2 separate regions of the Sus scrofa genome follow, and region 1 is linked to region 2. Evidence: chromatin contacts called from public promoter capture Hi-C data. All regions are on one chromosome and are shown on one strand. Each heading gives the region's core, a stretch centred on a gene start, on an enhancer-like site or on the middle of the called end of the contact. The rest is flanking DNA. Distances are from core to core; before and after follow the strand shown. Region 1 holds the start of HMBOX1 (homeobox-containing protein 1). Region 2 holds the start of CCDC25 (coiled-coil domain containing 25).

What was found. Promoter capture Hi-C pulls out the DNA fragments that hold promoters and counts their contacts.
Region 1: a contact with region 2 is called in a promoter capture Hi-C map of liver, with 5 times the contacts expected there. The contact joins the promoter of HMBOX1 here to the promoter of CCDC25 in region 2. A contact is called at or near these places in 2 of 5 promoter capture datasets (liver and skeletal muscle) and 1 of 47 Hi-C or Micro-C datasets (heart right ventricle).

What each region holds. Positions count from the first base shown.
Region 1 is chr14:12,690,610-12,696,671 of Sscrofa11.1, reverse strand. HMBOX1 (homeobox-containing protein 1) reads right to left here and starts at 4,065. Exons shown (of 11, transcript XM_005670463.3): 1 at 3,752-4,065. It overlaps INTS9 (integrator complex subunit 9), which reads left to right and starts at 4,232. Exons shown (of 17, transcript XM_001928998.7): 1 at 4,232-4,545. The coding sequence starts at 4,537.
Region 2 is chr14:11,492,481-11,498,923 of Sscrofa11.1, reverse strand. CCDC25 (coiled-coil domain containing 25) reads left to right here and starts at 3,860. Exons shown (of 9, transcript NM_001243572.1): 1 at 3,860-3,952. The coding sequence starts at 3,925. It overlaps ESCO2 (N-acetyltransferase ESCO2), which reads right to left and starts at 3,627. Exons shown (of 12, transcript XM_021074432.1): 1 at 2,212-3,627; 2 at 677-742. The coding sequence starts at 729.

The DNA.
Region 1 (6,062 bases), core at 2,816-5,315, 1.2 Mb before region 2:
CTATAAATTTAATTCTGGAAGCCAAAAAACAAAAACGAAACCCTAAATAAAGCTGGTCCACAAAACAAACAAGCTCAACACATTTTCACCGAGCATTTTAAAATTTAATCTATATTCATATTTTTAAAAGTTGAGAAGTACACCAACTTTCATGTATGAAAAATGACATTCTAAGGTAAATTTCCAATTCCAAGAGAAATAATTCAAGTTTAAAGATCTGCATACACAAGTAACAGAAGAGCTGCAAAAAAATGAATAGAAAAAGCAAAATGGGGTATTACAGGAAACATGGAAGCTATCTGAAACATTACAAGTGGGATGGACTTAAACAAAAAATCAAAAATGAACAAATAAGCATAAATAGGAATATTTATGTGTTTACTATCTTCCAAAACAAGCCAAGCCATGCCATGCCGTGCCATCCCAATCAATACTTGCCATAAAAATTGCCATTAATTGGTTACTTCTATTTTTAAAGTGATGAAAACAGTGAAAGGTTTCTTGCAATATATTTATAAGTTACCAATACTGAGCTATTAAGTTTCTATCAGTGATGCATCAACTAAAGATTTGTGCCAGGAGTTCCTGTGGTGGCGCAGTGGTTAACAAATCCGACTAGGAACCATGAGGTTGCGGGTTCGGTCCCTGCCCTTGCTCAGTGGGTTAACGTGAGCTGTAGTGTAGGTTGCAGACGGGGCTCGGATCCCACATTGCTGTGGCTCTGGCTTAGGCCGGTGGCTACAGCTTCGATTAGACCCCTAGCCTGGGAACCTCCATATGCCGAGGGAGCGGCCCTAGAAATGGCAAAAAGCCAAAATAAATAAATAAATAAAGATTTGTGCTAAAAAGACTGAAATCTATGTGTACAGCAGTGAAAAATGAAGCCTCACTAAAGACGTTTGATATAAAGCTGACCCCTAAAGGCTCCTTGATGCACATTTGCAACCACAGTATTCACAATATGTAATACACTAAACTAGCAACAGATTGGTTAAAAACAATCTGGAATTTCAACTTCCCATTAGACAGGCAACATTTTTAGAAGCAATCATATTAAATAAATGTCCTTCACAGTTACGGGATGAAATTTTAAGCTGGACAGGCACCAATGCTCTAATTTTCTACTTTTTTCGTAAACCATATGACTTCCACATGCTGAGAATGTTTTATGCTTCAACCTGCAGTAAAGGCTTTACATCATTTTAATGCTCAGTGCCTAAAATGCAACAGAATCACCCCATCAAATGCAAGGAATATATCTAGTTTCAACACAACCACTAGTTAGAAAAAGTTTAATGAATGCTTTTCCCAGCAAGTAACTTTGCATTTCTGTGGAAGAAAACAAACAAAAATTAAATCCGAGGTGAGGGTGGGTGGAAGAGAAAATATCCTCATATTTTAACATTTTTCCAACTCTTAACAAACATTTTAGTTTTTTTCTAAAATAATTATGAAACATTTTAAAACAATGTTTAATGGACTCTTTCAGCAAAAAAGCATTCTATTAATAGTTATATAGGATTTTTCTCCATTTTTTACAAGGTAACATTTCAGGCTAAAGCAGAAGGTTAAAACAAATAGTTCTGTAAATCCTAGTCTGTAACAAATTAAAAACTCAGCTTTGTATCAACATATTGTATATTCTAAATTTGAGATTTAGAAAACATCAAATTTTTTTCTATTCAGGTCAATCTAAATATATATGCTACCTCATGCTTATAGTCAGCTTATCTGTGAATGACCAATTGCACAAATTTCAAATCAAAGGTTATAAAATGTACCATAAAATTACACACTATGTTACTTTTTCAGTTTTTATGGAATCTAAGATCCTTAACTGATAGGTTCAAGAATTGGTAAATTTGGAGCCAAATTATGTAAATACATTAAATTCTCAGCAGTTGAAAGATAAATCATGTCAATTCCTTTATTAAACGTCCATTACACTAAAAATATGTTATAAAAGAATGGGTATTGAAAAATTATATTTCAGACTGAAGAAAGTACAAAATATCTTAAATTCTCCTGGTGTAATGTTATTTAAAAGATTGTGAGAAACAAGAGATGTTGCAATCCTTTCCTTTATAACTCTAACTGAAATTCGAAAAAAAATCAGAATTCAAATTTTCCAAACTTGACTTACACACATTAACTCAACTAGATCTAACTTAGTTGTGCTATTTTAAAATAAGTGTAATGCAAAGCACCTCAATCTTGATGTGATAATTACCTGTGGAATGAATGCAAAATAAAAACAAATGCAGTTCGTTTTCACTGAATGATGTATTTTAGAGCACGACCACAGAAAGCACGACCATATAGCACAAGCTAAACAAACAGGCGCAGGAGGCATCCAGGAAGAGAAACGTACCATGCCAAGAAAGAAAGGAAGAAATGAAGGAAGGAAGGAGGGAAGGGAGGCAGGCGAGCAGGCAGGTAGAGAAGGCAAAGGTTTCAATACCTGCAGAATCCCAAAGAAATGAACTAGTCACATCACTCTACCCTATATGATACAGAGGGTTTTTAAAGCTCCGAGGTAAATAAAAGCAATCACTTTTTACCAGCATTCAACTTTACATGGTATAGTATCTTTAATGCTAACTGCATTCTCCCCCTCACTCACCCAATGTTTCCCGTCTTTTCCACACCAGGTTTCAAACAAATGCGAGACAGAACAGGGTGGGGTAGAGGAAAAATACAAGCAGCGCCTTTCGGCGATTCCCCCCACCCCCGCCCCGGACCCCCAATAATTTCCAACAGTTTCTCCTACTACGAAAATAAATCGCCCTATCTCAGGATATACAACAGTTATTCTGTGTCTTCAGTTGACACCCAGAAAGAGACGCGTACACATACCAGCACTCTCGACCCCCGCCCCACGCCCCCGAATGTTAACTAGTGTTTAATCTACTGAACACGAAGACGGCAACGAGATCCCTCCACCTACTGTTTCGGGGTAACGGTGGGTGGAGGACTCGTTTCAAAGTAGCCCCAACAGTGTAACCAAAACACGGTTCCGGAATAAAATATTAAGAACACTTTTCCTTTCCCACCTAGCTACCGACTTCGGGATGCAAAAAGCCATCCACACAGCATCTCACGTCTACAGTGCTCCTACCCTGAGTTTGGGGTTGGGATGTGTCCCTGGGAGGATGGGAGAAGGAGTGTGAGCGGGCGATGGGACACAAACGACTTGCTCCCCACGGCCACCCCGCGCCGCGGCGCCAGCCCAGAGGTCCAGGACCCGCACCTCGCGCACGCTTCTCCGCCCAGGCCCAGCTAAAAGCTCCGACTCCGTCTCCCGAACTTCCTCTCTAGAGACATTTATTCAAGGCTAACACATCACCCAAGTACACGTCACCCAGTTTCAAATACAGTTCTGCACCCCAAACAAACCCACACCTCAAATTCCCCTCACAGTTTCCCAAACTCCAAACAAGAGACCCCACCTCCAGGATTCAAACCTTCCGCCCACCAAGGAGGTAACCAGGAGGAAAGAGTTAGGGAGCAGCCGACGCCTTTCCATTTTCGCCCCCCACAAACTGCCCCACCCCAGACCCTGCGTCCGGGTCACCCCCCTCGGAAGCCCCACGCTTCCTCCCTCCTCTCAGTCGGGCCGCCTAAGAGACCCACCCCCGGCCCACTCACTTTCTCTCCCAAACCCCTCCAAAAAGAAAAAAGAAAAAAAGTGAAGAGAAAGAAGTGAAGAAAGAGACTTGAGGGAGCCCGCCTTCCAAATCGCTCGACTCACCTCAGAATCCTTGCTGAGTTCTCTCCGCCCGGCACAGCCCCCTCCCCAACGTCCCAGTACGAAGGGCTGAGGTAGGGAGGAGGGGAAAGCGGGAGGGGGAGGGGTGTCTTCCGCGTGGGGCGCCCGTCGGGAGGGGACTGGGGAGGGGTTGAGGCCGGCGCAGGAAGAGGAGAAGGGGGAGGGGAGGCCCCTATCTCCCAGTCTCCCCCTGAAAACCTCCCTTGTCTCAATCACATCAGACTGACTGTCTTTGTCTGGCTGACAACCGCCATATTGATATCAACAGCCCCGCTCCCACCTGCTGCCGCCGGGCGGCCCTGGGAGTTGTAGTTTCTTACTCCCTCGAGTAAAAGCGCGGGACTCGGCGCCCGGAGGCCCTGGGGGACTACAGCTCCCGGCAAGACCTGCGCCATTCGCCTTCCCACAGGGAGGAGGGGAAAGGGGCGCCAGAGTCGTAGGGACTACACATCCCAGAATACCGTGGGCTCTGGGCCCAGACAGGGGACATGATATCATGCTGGGATGGAGAGGGAGAATGATTTGGCGGCGGGGAAGAATTTGAGCCGAAGGAAGGAGGAAAGAGAGAAAAAGGAAAGATGACCACAGTTCCCATGATGCAAGAAGACAGGACTACATTTCCCATGATGCATCCGGAAGGGGGCGTAGGGAAGAAAGACTGCATGTCCCGCGATGCTCGAGGCTGGCGGGTGGCGGAGATTGAACCGGAAGAGGCTTTCTGGTTCTGAGGAGTCCAGTGACTGATATTGAACAACCTAAAGTCCAATATGAAATTGGTGAGTCTCTGCTCCTAGGTCAGAGGGCAAAGGTGATGCCATATCCTTTTGGACTTCGTCGTTTCCAACTTGTGGTGGGAACCGTCGCGGAAGAGGGGTGGCAGTTAGAGACTTAGAAAGTGGGGTGAACCAAGGAAAGCTGCTCCTTGTGGTTGAGTTTGAATCCCACCTCCCACCCCCGACCCCCAGATCTTATTTATCCCTTGGCGGCTCCTGTGGTTAGATAAGAGATTGACTCTGTCACCTTACTTCACACACGAACTGAGGTTGGGCTTTATGAACTAGGTTTGACTGATTTCACAGCTGCCATGTGAGTTTTATAATTGGTTAACTTCTTTCCACGCGATTGGCGTTTGATTAGCGTTTCTTACAGTTTTTGAAAAGGCTTTGGTTACATATGAGCAGAGTTTAGAAAATATTGGGCAGAGTAATCACTTAAGTTTTCTGTTATAGACTCCTAACTGTCTTTGATATTCAGAGAAGGACGAGATCATGGTATGGTATGATCGTGGAAGATTTAAGTTTTAAACCCTGTATAATATGGTTTAAGTGTCAAGGCATTCAGTCTAGGGCTGTAGGGACTGTATGAGCCAAGATTAGATGGAGCCTGCCAGGATACCTGGAAAATTCTCTGCATCACAAAACTCAAAACACTTGGCTTGTAGGGAGGCTGCTCAGGCCTTTATTTTGAGCCACGTTACTCTGTGTGCACACAGATTTAGCTACTTTAACTAGTTTATTCCAACTGTATGGTATTAGTAGAAAAGCAGGTGTGAGATGCTGTTTCTCAACCTCTTAAAATTCGCATTCCTGCAGCCAAGTGTTGTAAATCTTTACTTTCCTGTAATTTTAGTAGAAAAATAAAATGTGCATTTTCTTAATTGTTTGAGCATGCTTTTCCAAAGTGTGCAGCCCAGGCTGGTGCCTGCACACACACGCTAAGGGCCTGTGCTCTTCAGAGTTTCAGCTGTTTTCTGAGGAGTCAGAGAAATAGAAGTAGATTCAACACTAAAGCTGTTTAGGTAAGGAGAAGGACACAGATCAGTAAACCTTGAGGATATCAATTTGCTTCTGGGTCAGTTTTCAAGACATGTAAAAATGCCAAATTGAAAGTCACCACCCATATCCAAAAGAAGTGTGCAATGAAGAAGATACAAAAGTAATAAATGATATTTCACTGTTTTCATGGTAAATGGAAGCATGTTCAGTGTTTAGGGATTTAGAGGATGATGGGGGTTGGGGGAGTGGGAGACAGCTCTATGGAAAGGAGACTCTTTAACAGTTAAGCAAGGTGAGTAGGCTAGGGCTTTCCTTGAAGAGGGTTCAGCTTTAGAAGCAAAAGAGCTTTGCACCTGAGTGCTTGAAATAAAGACCATGTTTTCTTGATAAAGGATAAATCACATTTGGTATGTATGCTCGGTGCAGAGGCAGGAAAATGGAAAACAGTTCTTTTCCATAATAGCTCATTTGCTGAGGGTATCAGAGAGTTAGGGTTTAGTTTACATATGCTTTGGTTT
Region 2 (6,443 bases), core at 2,611-5,110:
AGTGGTTAACGAATCCAACTAAGAACCATGAGGTTGCGGGTTCAATCCCTGGCCTTACTCAGTGGGTTAAGGATCTGGTGTTGCCGTGAGCTGTGGGGTGGGTTGCAGATGCGGCTCGGATCTGGCATTGCTGTGGCTCTGGTGTAGGCCGGCAGCAACAGCTCTGATTAGACCCCTAGCCTGGGAACCTCCATATGCCGCGGGAGTGGCCCTGGAAAAGACCAAAAAAATAAATAAAACCTATTTCTTGTTCCCTAAAATGACTGATTTTACATAGCACCCTTACCATCTAGGGTGTGTTCTGTGATTTATATCTCTGGTATGCCATACATAGAGTTTACAGCTTTCTAAGATTGCCTATAGATGGGCATCTACTATATGCAAAACCCTACATTAAATATTACATAATAGAGCAGAAAGGAGAATGTAATAAAGATTTGACACACATTTGCAAGTCACAGAAAACAGTCCATTCTCTGATTCCCTCCAAAGGCACTAAACAATGAATTATGAAAACTTACATTATTACCAGACTAGAATTAGAATATAAAGTATTACCGTAGCCACAAAGAGTAGGTGAATGGAAGAATGGAAACATTTAGATAGGAGAAGATAAACACAAGAGGATGGAGTTTTCTTTTTTCTTAAGAGTTTCTACCCATAGAATGAGACTCACTTGTCGGAGTTCAAAGACTGCTGCTTCCTTTTCCTTGGAGTTAAGGCTGACATCTTAATTGAAATCCTAAAAGCAAAAGGACAGTAGCCAAATTCATTCAATGTGTATTTTAAAAAATCACTATATCAGGAGTTCCAGTATGGTGCATAGGGTTAAGGATCTGGCGGTTGCCCCAGCTGTGGCTCAGATTTGATCCCTAGCCAAGGAAATTCCATATGTTGCAGGTGTGGGGGGAAAAGAAAAATCAGTATATCCAAGTTATAAATCTTGGAATTCCCTTCATGGCTCAGTGGTTAATGAATCCGACTAGGAACCATGAGGTTGCAGGTTCAATCCCTGGCCTTGCTCAGTAGTTTAAGGATCCAGCGTTGCTGTGAGCTGTGGTGTAGGTTGCAGAGGCAGCTCGGATCCCGAGTTGCTGTGGCTGTGGCCAGCCGCTGTAGCTCCGATTAGACCCCTAGCCTGGGAACCTCCACATGCCGTGGTGCAGCCCTAGAAAAGACAGAAAGAAAATAAATAAATCTTAAAAAGTTCTCAGATAAGTGATGGTCTATAAAGACCATCACTTTTTTAAAAAGTTTTTTTAAAAAAGCAAATCATTTTAATAAAGATTTAAACCATGAAGGAAAAACATCACAGTAGCAACTAATTAAGCAGGGACAATACAATTTAATCAACTAAGTAGGAACGGTACATGGTTCCAAGCTGGGAAATGATCCTACTGAGGAAGGATTTTTCCCCATTTCAGGGCACACTTTCTTCAATTAGCCTGATTAATTCATAACAAGTCTAATAACTCTATATTCTGAGCAGCTGTCCTTGCTAAAGCCCTCAACCCAGTTTTCCAATGTTAGATGCTCTCGTCCTAGGTTTCCATTTCACCCCACACTTCCTTAGCATTCATTTAGCACATTGTCTTGTTAGTCTGACTATCCTCAACAGCCTGCAGGTTCAATGGAGAGCTGTCTCTTTTTCATCTGAAGAAGCCAGCAGGAAAACGGGAAGCGTAATCCTCTCCCATTTTCCTAGCCGAAGAACCGCTTGTTTCCTTATTTACAAAATACTCTGACATCCTAAGGCTGCAGGTAATAAACATAATCATGTATGTTAGCGCTCGAGCCTGAGACTTGTTACTCAATAAGTTTTCCCTTTTCCTTCCTTCGGATCAGGTAGCTTTTTTAAAAAAAAATTACCCAAGGGCTATTTCAAAGTTAAACAGAAAGACCAGGGTCTCTGGAAATTCGTGTCAAGGTGCAGCTTAAGGGAAGACCCTTTGGGGCTGAAAGAGGAAAGGTAGGAGAGAAAAAGTGCTTCCGTCCCTGAACGTCGTCAGGGCAAAGAGATAAAACTCAGGCGTCAGAAAAATGGAAAGCGGGTGACCTGCAAGTGCGGACACCCGCTCGGTGGCTTCAGTCCGGAGCCACGAAAGCACCAAGCCCCTACTTCAAGCTCTTTTTCCTTGACATTCACACCCACGTTCCACAGAACCCCCCAGTTTCCTGGGTCTTTCACCCTCGGCCCCTAGCTGCACTCACCTGAGCCTCAGACCCGCGACCTCTCCTCAGCAGAGCCCGACGTCCCCCCACTGTATTCAAATTCTCGCGCGCCAGTGGAGGCGGAAGCCGCTGCGTTCCGATTCGCCGCTGCCTAGCGCGTCCAGGAGCTGGTTCAGTGATTGGTTGCGCGCTAGCGCTTGCCCCGCCCACTCTGGAGGCGGTCTCTAAGATTCTCCCGCCCTTGAGGCAAGGCGCTCTGTACTCACGGAAACCACGTCTTCCACAATCCCTTGCGGCGGGGCAAGGCTCCACTCCCGAGGCGTTGTATCGGTGCATTCTGGGAATTGCAGTTTTCAACACAATAAAGGCACCTTCTCCGACTTGAGGCACATTCTAGGGTCACCTGGTGTAAGAAGCTTTTGTAAAGTAGCCTCAGATTCTCGAGACAATTATTTTTCACATCTGAAACCTTATTGTTACTCTAACCTTTTTTTTTTTTAACCAGAAACACGTTAGATTTCTAGCTCATTTTTTGATTTTTCAAGTTAAATGAAAAAAAAAAAATCATGGCACATAACACCTATGTGCTAGGTATTCTTACATGTATTACGTGTTTTATTTCATTTACAGCTCTCCATAGTCTATGAGATAGGTATTATCACCCCCATTTTATGGAGACTAAAACTGAGAGCCTGAAAACAATTACTATTTTCAGGACAGAACTATGTTTTTGCTTTGGAAAGCCCACAGGTTTCTGAGGCACTCATTAGCTACTGCTGTTATCTCTGTACCAGCTCCCGGCAGAGTCTCTGGCACATTTTTTAGTTCTAAATAAATTCAGTTAAGTGATGAGCTTAACTTCATAGAATGCAGTGGTCAGAAGGAAATTAAGAGAAATAATCAGGTCAAAGCTAAATGCTGTGGGAGCTTTCCTTGAGTCGGAGCATTCCCACTCTACAGCCAGGAAGATCTCTGAGGTTTAGAGGTTTGGAATTTGCCCTCTCATAGGTAATAGGGGCAGCTCTTAGATTTAAAGCAGAACAGTCCAAGTCCAAACTCAGAGAAAGAGAAGCATTTTACCTCTAAAGAATATCACTAACAACTCTGGTAGAGTGCTCTGTTTTAAACTCTTTAAGTCTATTAATTTACTAAACCCTAGGGGGTAAAAAAACCTATGAATTAGCTGCTCTATTTTCACTATGCAGCTAAGGTAAGTGCAACACCAAATGTGCCCAGGTGGTGGAGCTAGAATGAGAACAGCGAAGGAATTTGGGTTCCTTCAAAATTTAATGAGCCGCTATTAAGTACCAAGTACCGTGGTTGGCTCAGTGAACACCTAGCTGTGAAGTCGAGTTTCTGCTCTCAGGAAGTCCTTCTGCGGGTAAGAAGAGGTAGTTCAAACCAATAGATGAACTTCAAGACTTGACCACCCACGGGAAGATGTTCTGAAAACAATGGCTTGTTTTTTTCGGAAGACGGAGTTTTCCCGCAATGTCATCCAACCATCAACTGTGCTGGCTCCACCCTCTTTCCCTCAACTCCCGAGTAAACCGAGCTCCCAAAGCGAGCCAACACCTCCTCCCCACCAGATTGAAGATGGTGCCGGCGGCAGGCGTTATGACGCGACTAGACATCCGCCGGAAGTGCAAGGAAGAGTTCCGGTGAACGGGGCCTCCACGCTTCCGGTATTCTGAGCTTCCAGAGTTGAGAATTGCTAGTTTGCGCTGGAGTCGCCGTGCTGTCGCCGGGATCATGGTGTTCTACTTCACCAGCAGCAGCGGTGAGTGGGCGCCGCGACCTCCCGGGTCCCTGCTCAACCTCCAGCCTCCGAAGCCGAGATCCCCAGGCCGCGGCTGAGCCTGGTCCTTAAGCGCCTCCTCGGCAGCGGATACCCCTTCCCGCGCCCTCACTGTTTCCCTAGTCTTCTCAGTGTGCCCCCTTGTCAGGGCCTGGGGGACGTAGAGGGACCATGCCCCCTACTGGCTTTGCCTCCGTGAGTCGTTCTTTTCCCTCTATCGGAAAGACCGTTCGCTACCTGGTATTAGGCAGAGTTTGTGGACTTCTTCGCACCCCCGTCCCCAAACTCCCCTTCCCCATCCACCTACGTAACCGTCAGTCTTCTTGCTGCTTGGTAATTACCCACTTAGAGAAAGGAAAGATACTCCTGTCAACAACTCTGCTTTACAGGAAGTGTGCCTTACCCTTCTAGGAAAGGGTTGTAGGGCCTGGATGCTACAAAGAGCCATAAGAAGACCTCGGAATGGCGAGGCAGCCACTCACTGGGCAGAATTGTTGTCCCGGGACTTGAAAAGTGACATATGGTAATGTTTCTGATTCGTATTTGACAGGCAAGGAAAGGGTGTGTTTAGTTCCCAGGAAATGCTATGTCTTCATTTCTCTGCTTTTGTTTTTCTCTTTTCGTAGAATCAGCTTCCACTTAACTGCTTTTCCCCTGAGACCGTCCTGGCCTATCTTTTCCAAATGCCTTTCCCTCCTTGTTTCCACCCCAAGATTTCTTAGGTATTCCTCCTCAGGTACCCGCCTTAACATCCGTGTATACCTTTGGATTGCACTTACCATATAGTATTATAATGTTCTTTGCTTGAGCTAGAGTTTAAGTCCCTTGAGGGCAGAGACAGAAGCTCCTTGTTTCTCTAGCATAGTGCCTGGCTTGTAATAGTTACTCAATAAATACTCGTTGAATAAATGAATGATATTTTTAGATTTCTAGCACATTCCCTATTTATCGCTACTCTCTTTGCCTAGTTAAAGGTGAGATTTAAGTGAAACTAGCTCCATGGTGTTTGCTCTTTAGAGATAAGGACACTGAAGCCCAGAGGTTTAACTCACAGACCCCTCCCCCTCCTACCCAGCCCCTCCTAATCTATCACACTGTCATGCCTTATTTTTCTCAGTAGTGTAGGCTTCCACAGTATGCTGTAAGTTATTTCTCTGCCTCTGTAGGTTTAGTTTGTCTTCCCCACATTATTAAAATTACTAGAAACAGAATTCACACTAGCCTGAAAAATTGTTATAGACTCCTCCACAATAGCATTTTCATTCTCCCTCTCTTCTCTTCTGTTCCCTCTGCCATATGATAACTCCAGAATCTCTTTTTATTTTTTCCATTCATGAGAGTGCCCAACAATATGCTTATCCAGGTCCAAGAATGGAATATATAGGCAGGACACATTGGTACTAAATGTTTTTTAATGCTAGCTGTATTCGCCTTAAAGCGACTTTAAATTCTTTGAGCAGTAGTCATATACACACAGGTGGCCTTAGTAGAAGTGAGTGCTTTGGCAGATTTATGGATCATATTTTTCCTCATTGTCTTTCATTATAACATTAGAATTGATTCCTATCAGAAAGTATTTGGCCTCTAAATCTAATAAATCTGTACTTATCCAGCTTTAAAGATGTAAAGTTAATGGAAAAATTACTACTTTTTCAGTAAGATAGTAGTAAAACTACATATTCCAATACAGGAAACAACTTGAACGTACAGAAACTGTAGGAAATAACTTCATATGGATAGCCAAGCTTTTCAACTGATGGTTTACTCCCTAAAAATTTTTTTTTAAATAGGAAGTAAATTTCAATAGGAAGTTTTTCTTTTCCTTTTAAAATCAGTATTGCTGACTAAAATCTGTTCAGTTTTATTCTTCTATGCTCTCATAATGGAATAATGAAACATTAGCTTTGTTATATTCCCAGTGTCAAATTCAAGACCCTTTGATTTATGGACCCACAAAATACCTGCACATGCCTTAAGTTCACTTCAGTACCTTTTCATAGCATCTGTCTCAAGATAGAGTTTCTGTAAATTATGAAATTATTACATCACCTCTAAAGTTGGGTTGGTTGCTGTACCCAAAATAGGTATCTTCAAGATGACTAGTTCCTATACTAATCAACTTTATTATTTGAGTGAGAGTAACAAAAGTAATAGAATAATTCAACTTAACTTGTATCTCTTTAACATGAATGGGACCTTAATTCAGACTTCTTGCTCAGCAATCATGCTTTTTTATTTTTTCTATTTTGACATGATTTCAGTCTTTCAGAAAAGCTACAAGAGACAATAACAAATTTCCTTTATGGCCTTCTCTTTGTATCCCCAAATTCTAACGTTTTACCATATATGCCTTATTTCCTTTTCCTCATTCTTTCTCCATTTCTCGCTCTCTCCACACACACACACACACATTTTTTTCCTGAACCATTTGTTAGTAAGTTGCATTTTTACCCTTAAATACTTCCGGGTGTTT